Linked DNA regions of Mus musculus: region 2 is linked to region 1. The links are chromatin contacts, called in public promoter capture Hi-C maps. All regions are on one chromosome and are shown on one strand. The core of a region is the stretch at or near the end of the contact, and the rest is flanking DNA. Distances in the headings are between cores, read along the strand shown. Region 1 holds the start of Htra3 (HtrA serine peptidase 3). Region 2 holds the start of Bloc1s4 (biogenesis of lysosomal organelles complex-1, subunit 4, cappuccino).

Evidence for each region. Promoter capture Hi-C pulls out the DNA fragments that hold promoters and counts their contacts.
Region 2: a promoter capture Hi-C map of liver shows a contact between it and region 1, with 2.9 times the contacts expected there. The contact joins the promoter of Bloc1s4 here to the promoter of Htra3 in region 1. A contact is called at or near these places in 3 of 39 promoter capture datasets (the C10 cell line, liver and pre-B cells).

Annotation. Positions count from the first base shown.
Region 1 is chr5:35,678,014-35,681,832 of GRCm38.p6, forward strand. It overlaps Htra3 (HtrA serine peptidase 3), which reads right to left and starts at 1,767. Exons shown (of 9, transcript NM_030127.3): 1 at 931-1,767. The coding sequence starts at 1,333.
Region 2 is chr5:36,746,740-36,750,558 of GRCm38.p6, forward strand. Bloc1s4 (biogenesis of lysosomal organelles complex-1, subunit 4, cappuccino) reads right to left here and starts at 1,940. Exons shown (of 1, transcript NM_133724.3): 1 at 635-1,940. The coding sequence starts at 1,906. The coding sequence ends at 1,259.

The DNA of each region.
Region 1 (3,819 bases), core at 517-3,016:
CATAGACCCAGCACAGGAAGTAATGCTGAGACTCAGCATCTGTTGTCCCCTGGCTACATATTCCTTGCAGGGGCTTCTCCCAGGCCTGACACCAGATCGCTCATAGTCAGGTACCCAGAACACAATGAAGCGATCAACTGAGGACAGTGGGTCTCTGAAGCCTAAGATCCTGCCAATAGCCACAGGAATCCTGCCATTCTTAGTGATGGATGCCTGCCTGATCCTCAGACTGACATTCTCCTCTCTCTCCATAGCTCTGTGCCCTCCACAGTCTAGAAGTCTCGAGGGTACCAGAAGGTCTGCTTTATGCCATGCACTGATACACTGTTTCCAGTTAGGGACAGTCAGGCCAGAAAAGATTTTTTTCTTACAAATGGCTCAATCTGTAAAGAACAATTCCATTCTTACTGGTTTCTGCCCAGAACCTGATGTTAATAGTATCTGTCACATGGGAGAGCAGAGAAGAGTACACCAAACACAACCATGAAGGGAGCAGAGTAATGCAGGTGCCTGGCCACCCTGAAAACCCTCTGCCTCTCAGACAGCCAGGCCCAAGACAGGCACACAGAACCAGCACCCAGCACAGCCTGACAGAAGAAAACAGAGCAGGAATTGAAGACAGAGACCAGGAAAAGATTGCTTGACGCTCGTTCCCTTGTAAGTCACTGGAGGACTCTAAGAAACAGGAGTGTGGCTGGGTCAGAGCCTCACAGCCCACCAGACGCTACCAGGCTGCCACACTAGAGTTTAAGTCTAACTTTTTGTGACTTTGGGGACAGCATTTATCTCTTGGGGACCTCAGTTTCCCCATCTAGAAAGCCAGAGGGTTGTGTGAACTATTCTTAAAAGGCTGCCTAGTGGAAGTGGACAGATTCCCCTGGACCTCAGTTTCCTCAGAGTAAGGCTTTTTTGATTCCTGGTGGAGCTTACCAGAGGGACAGGCACCCTTCTGCAGCTGGCGCACTGGAGTCCCGGAGACCTGCAACGCACGACGGCTGGCGGCCTGCAGCGCGCACACGTCGGCATAAGTATGCCCGTCTGTGCCACACACAGTGTGGGTCCAACGGCAGCGGCACACGCCGCGCACGCACTCCAGACTGTCCCCGCACGGAGAGTCCAGGGGGCGGCCGCAGGGCTCGCCCTCGCTGGCAGCGCACACCAGGCAGCAGTTGCAGAGGTCAGGCACATAGCCCCCAGGGCAGCGAGGGCTCGGACAGCGCGACACGTCGCAGCGCGCAGGACACGGAGCCGCTGGGGGCTCCCGGGCCAGAGCCAACACAGCCAGCGTGGCCAGAATGGCCAGCGTGGCGGGGAGCAGCGCGCGCGCCTGCATCGCGGAGAGGCGGCGGCGCAAGACCCGCGGGGATACCGAGGCCCGAACCGCTCAGGCGCACTCTGGCCCGGAGCGCAAACAGGGCATGGTGTGGGGACTGACCCGGGCCTCTCTCAGCCGAGCTTCAGCAGGCGCTTAAAGGCCAAGACAGTCTGCCCTCGCTGGAAGGGGCGGCCCTGCCCGCCGCCAGCCCCGCCCCTGCCCCACGGGACCCCGCCCCGGCTGGTGGGGACCCACCCGGAGCCTCCTGCTCCCCGCTTGCCTGGTGTGCACTTTGGGTGACAGGTCTGCCGGCCCAGAATGAGGGTCTGGGAAAGGGGAGCTGCTTCGGAATACTCCAGTCCTAGCCAGGGACCTGACCGCAACCCCAGAGACATGAACAAGTCCAAATTCTGTCCCTAGCTCTCCTTCACAGAGGAACCCCTACTCTACTTGAGCAGCCAAGCTCAGCAAGGCCCCAAACCTAGACCCCTCCTGCTCTGCATCACTCCACCGGGCAACATTGGAGCGGATACTTAGAAAGCAGCCAGGTGCTCCCTTCCTCCCATCTTCAGCTGGAGGGGGGCCATCTGCCTTGGATCTATTCTGGGCTCTCTCAGATCTAGAACTCTGGTTGCTGCCTGTTGTCCTTCTGTTTCTTCTACAAGGATTACTGAGCACCTCCTACCTCAGAGTCGTTGGAAGTGCCAGGACACCAGGCAGTACCAGGACACCAGGCAGTGCAGGAACAGAAAGCACCTGCTCAACTTTCCCCAACACTTTGGTGCCTCCTCATGCAATCACCAAGCTACTTCAGACCCAGGACAGGTAGCAGGGTACAGGAGGTCAAGTTGCTAGTGGCTGGAGCTTCAGGAGTCAGAGGACCCAACAGAGCCTCCCTGGGAGGTGGCCCTAGACTGAATGAATCCGTTGTTCCAGGGGCTGGAGAACCTGGTGTGCAACTCTGGAGGGAAAGAAAGCATAGTAGAGTAGCTTGGCAGGAAGCTGTTACCTTCTGCAGTTTCTCAACAGCACTGGAAACAGGTAGCACACTGGAGGGTGTGTGGTGTGGTGTGGTATGGTGACACCTCTGCTTCCATGAGTTGATAAAGCCACACATACCTTGGATGGATGTTGGTGGAGGGCAGAGGAGGAAGGCCTGGGGAGCAGTCTGGTTCCAGGTCTGGGAAAAGCCCAGTAGCCAGGAAGCAGAGTGGCCTCATCAGACTGAGTTGTTTGGGAAAAAAGGAAGTGGGGTTCCAGGTGTGAGCACTCACCTAGTAGAGGTGGTAGTGTATGTGTGTGTGGTGTATTGGGGGGGGGGTAGTGATGTTGTGGTGTTGTGTGTGAGGAGGGGGAAAGCATTACTTTCTCTTAACAGAAGTGCAGGCCAGGTCTCCCTCCGGACTTCTCCAATGCAGATGGGGAAATGATGCAAACAAGGTTTTGCTCTACCGTGTATGTCATGGCAAGCTGTTCCACATGTTTGAGTAGGTTCCCTGTGCCCTCCTACCCCTGGGGTGAGTGTGGGGGCCTCAGAGTGAGGCTGGAAAATGACAGTGAGTTACAGGTTTCACTCACATTCGCTTTGTCCGAGGTCTCGAGTCCAACTTTTTCCCTCTGGGTCACATCATCCTCCCTGGTCACCTGACCTGACCCTTACTATGGCTGCATAAATGCTTTCAGTCACCTGTACAGAAGGGAAGCCGAGGCTTGGAATTAAAGGATAGACACAGCTGTAGCCTCGCTTCTAAGAGGGAGTCCATTCCAGGCTCTGTCTTTGTTCTGGAAGCTTCCAGGGAGTCTTGTGCAAAGGCAGGGCAGTGGCTCCCCCTGCTGCCTTAGCCCTTTACAGTTTCTCACTCAGTCACAGGGACACCTTGGGCCTCTCTCTGGAGTCTGAGTGACCCCAGGCCTTTGATCTGCAAGGGCCTGGCATCTCCTATGTAGTCCACCAGGGTAGGGGCAGCTCTTCCTACTCTCAGGACAGAAAGAGGCATCAGACACTTGACAGCCTTTGTCATCCAACAGTGTGAGTGGGCTCTGGCCTGACTCTTCCCTGATGCCCACTCTCTAACTGTGGTGGGTGGCTGGCTTGACCCATCCAGCCCCATCAGCCTGTGTTTTTCCCCTTTCCATGTACTGCAGTTCTTCACCATGAACCAGCATAGAGCTGGTTGCAGCTAGGGTGTACCAGGGTCTGCCTCCCTCCTGGGCACCCCAGACTGTCCTTCTGACTTGGCCATAGTAGAACAACAGAGCCAGACTTTGGCTTCCAGACTTTTATGCCTGACCCTTGCTTCAGCCCAGAGTCATGTCAGATGAGGTCATAGTTAACATGGCTTTGGGACCTCGAAGATCATCCCTGGCCACACATGGCATGTGATAAGGTTCCTCAGCTCATGTTAGTGAGTGACTCACAGGGTGGGCCCTGCTTGGGTGATGATATAAGACATTGTCTACAGCCCCTCCTTTGGGAACTCCCTCATGGGGGTGCTGAGAAGGGC
Region 2 (3,819 bases), core at 690-3,189, 1.1 Mb after region 1:
CCATACAACACAGAAGGCCCATGAAAAGCAAAAGGAGATAATACTATCACATTTATTTACTGAGGGTTGTAACCCTGGCTCTCCTAGAACTCACTATGTAGACCAGTCTGGCCTCAAACTAAGAGATCCACCTGCCTTTGCCTTCTGTGTACTGGGATTAAAGGCGTGCACCACCATACCTGGCTAAGTCATCTATTTACTGATATATGGTCTTCTTAACTACCCAGGCTGACCTGGAGCTTACTCTACAGCCCAGGTTATCCTGCTACTCTGATCTTCCTGCCTCCGACTCCTGAGTGCTGGGATTGCAAATGTGTGCTATCACATCTGGTTCCATTACCGACTTTACCCTGACAGACAGCAAGAGACTCAGCTGAGTACTACCTGGGAGAACCAACTTAGGAAATAGTAGTTTGTTGGTAAGGGACCCGTGTGCCCCAAAGTGAAAGAACAAAACCCTTCTGCTCAACGAGACTCGGGGGAAGAACCGCAGAACTGTGAGAAGAGCAGCGAGGTTGGCTCTTCACACAAACCTTCCAAAGAAGGAAGTTGCCTTTTCTTACCCCACTACTAAAAACATGAACGACAGGCTCATTTCCAAACAAACTATGGTAAATAATCTCCAGAAGGAAATCTCTGCCAAAGAAATTTAACATTTTAATTGATGTGCTATAAATAGAACACTGACAACCATACATTAATATTCTTGCTTTGATAAACTAAGCTTCCAGTCAAACTGTCAAATACAACTTCAGGACTCCCTGCAACAAAACGCCCAGTTTGCTATCTTAAGAAACTGTCTTCTTTCCTTTGGCTTACAGTCTACACCATAGAAAATTGAATATAATACAAAACAATTTACTATCTATCCCAGAAGGCTACAGAAAACTGAACCACTGTTAGGATTTAATAATACAGCTTTAATTTCTTGGGCACTTTTGATCATATAAATATATAAATCTTAACAAGGAAACACTGTTCACTGTAATAAAGGCCATAAAAATAACAGCTCTGCCGTATTGCACCGATAAATTAATTCAGTTGGCTTCCCCAGGTCCCCACCAAAGAGCTTTCGAATCCGAACTGGAAGACATAGAGACCTACACTCTTGGCATCGAATACTGACGATGTCAAGTCGTTTGCAGAAAATAAACTTTAACCTTTCACATCCCGGCATCACATACGCCAGTTCACAGGATTTCTTAACACTTGGGACAAGAGTCTCGCTGGAGTCCTCATGCGGTGGAGGCGCACACGCTCAGAGCTGCGGTCTGTCACCGCAGCCAGGGAAGTGGTCCTCGGTCCGAAACAGGACTGGCGGCTCGTACGCCGCGCGCTGGGGCCCGCTGGGCGCCGACCTGAAGAGAGCGGGGACGCTGATGGTATGCAGCAGCCTCCGGAAGGCCCGCGGGAAGGTCCCCAGCTCGGCTTCGGCCTTGGCGACCTGCTCCTCCATCCTGGCCACGCTGCTCCCGATCATCCGCACGAAGGCCTCCAGCTTGTCGATCCGGCCGTAGATGCGCCTCATCTCGGCCGCCTTAGCGTGGATCCGGGGCACGCCCTCGCCCACCACATGCGACGAGTCCCCGCGGATCATGTCCAGCATGCCCACGAACTCGTCCACCTTGGCCAGCAGCTCCTCCAGGCTGGCGTCCAGCGCCTCCACCTCTGGCCTCGGTCCCGCGCTGGGCAGCAGGCTGGAGGCGTAGCCCGAGGCGGCGCGGCGCAGCAGCGGCAGGTCGCGGCCCGGCGCGTCCTCGGGGCCGTCATCGTCCCACGGCCCGGACGCGCTGCTGTGGCTCTGCGAGACGTGGCCGCTGTCCCCGCTCCACGCGGCGCCCAACGGCTCGGCCTCCTCGGTAGAGACCTCTCGAGACAGGGTTCCGACGGCGGGTCCTTCCTCCATGGCCCGCTCGGCCGCTTCCGGTGCTGAGCGATTGCGTTACGGTCTGAGATGCCTGCTTCCGGCGCCTCCTAAAGACGTCACGCCCCTAACAAGTAGCCAAGCCTACTATCCACATGCCCAGAGAGCCCGCAGTGCTTCTGGCTGGCTTGTCGGTGCGTTCGTAGTGTGTGCCAGCAGAGTTTGCACAAGTTAGTAATCCAAAGAGGGTGACAGACGATTAGAGGATAGATAGAAAGATGGGTAGATGGCAGATAGATAATAGATGACAAATAGATTAGACCAGTGGCACAGGCCTTTGGTAGCAACACTCAGGAGTCAGAGGCAGACAAATCTCTTAAATTCAAGGCCAGCCTGGCCAGTTTCACGCCACCAAGGGTCCTGTAGTGAGGCTCTGTCTCAGACAGACAGACAGATCAATAGATAATGGAATGATAGGTAGATTGGTGGTAAATTGACAAATGATAGTGTCAGAGAAATACATTGAAGCAGAGCTGAGGCTGTCCATACCGTCACAGCAGGTTACCTCTGTTGCTCCACCTGCCCTGTAGCCAGCCAAGGCTAAATCTCCGTAGATGGAAGGATATTCCAAAGCCCTGTCTAGGAACTGGGGGACTCCAGGTGTTTGAGCTCAAGAATAATACAAAGAACTTCTCATTTTTATTATTAAAGGAAGCAAAATATGAGGTGACATTTATGATTAGTTTTAGCAAATACAAGTACAGAAAATATACCTGGTGTTATCATCTTTGGTCTTGTGAAAAGAGCCAAGAATATCCCTCCTATTTGTCTTTCCCACAGAGATAACGGGGACATGCCAGGGCATTTCCTGCACGTCCTTGCGTATCCTCTTATCACAGTTTATGTAATTCTTTCTAGAAGGCCACCTTGTGGGAAGAACATCCCACACAATGGCCTATCCGTAGTTCACAGTAAGTTCACAGCTCTCTTAGACTTGTTCCCACATCTATCCACTGTGTAGTACCCACCAGCACCCATGTGAGGCTCCAGCCTGCCTCTTTTCCCTTACCAGCGATAGCAAAATAAACTGTAAGCAAAAGCAAGAACAGTGGAACACAAAAGTCAACCTAACGAGTGGTCATCTCAGCCTCCTCACAAAAGAAGTACTCTCACCCAAGCATGGATTCCATCACAATGCTACCAGAAAAACAAACAAACAAACACAAAAACAAGGTAGGAATAAATTCTTAATATTCATAGAAACATCCAAGGTGGCGTCTCTGAGACCCATGCAGTCTGGCAGGTCCTTGGGAAACTTAGGGCCTTATTCTTCAACATTGTCAAGTGAAGACAGGCATAAAGTAGAGATGCCCTTGTCTTGATGGGATTTGTAGTGGGTATTTTGTCCAAATGGCCTGGACCCCATTGTCAGGAGACGTAAACCAGATCCCCAATAGGGAACAGTTAGGAAAAGTGTTGGCTGTTTACTATTGACATACTCATACACAGGCAGGTACCCACACGCATCCTGCAAAAGACTGGGTGGTTGGAGTTTTGTTAGGTGTTAAACACATCCTCTCTCTGGGTAGAGCTCACATGACCTCTTTTCCCACTGGGAATTAGGAATTAGAGAAGAAAAACAACTTTGAGCAACAAAATAGAGAAAGCTACAAGCTGCTTCAGTTCTCCATCATGTCAGTCCATCTGGGTCAGCTGACTGGAGTCTATCGCTGTGAACCTGAAACACATCGCGGGGAGAACTTGCCACGGAGACAAAGAATATCAGCCTTTCATAGCCCAGGATTAAAAAATAATAATAAAGAAAAAAATACTAACTGCTCTTAAAAATGCTACTTCCATTCCAGGGTTGGAGAGATGGCACTGGCTCCTGAGTTCAATTCCCAGAAACCACTTGGTGACTCACAACCATCAGTAATGGGATCTAATGCCCTCTT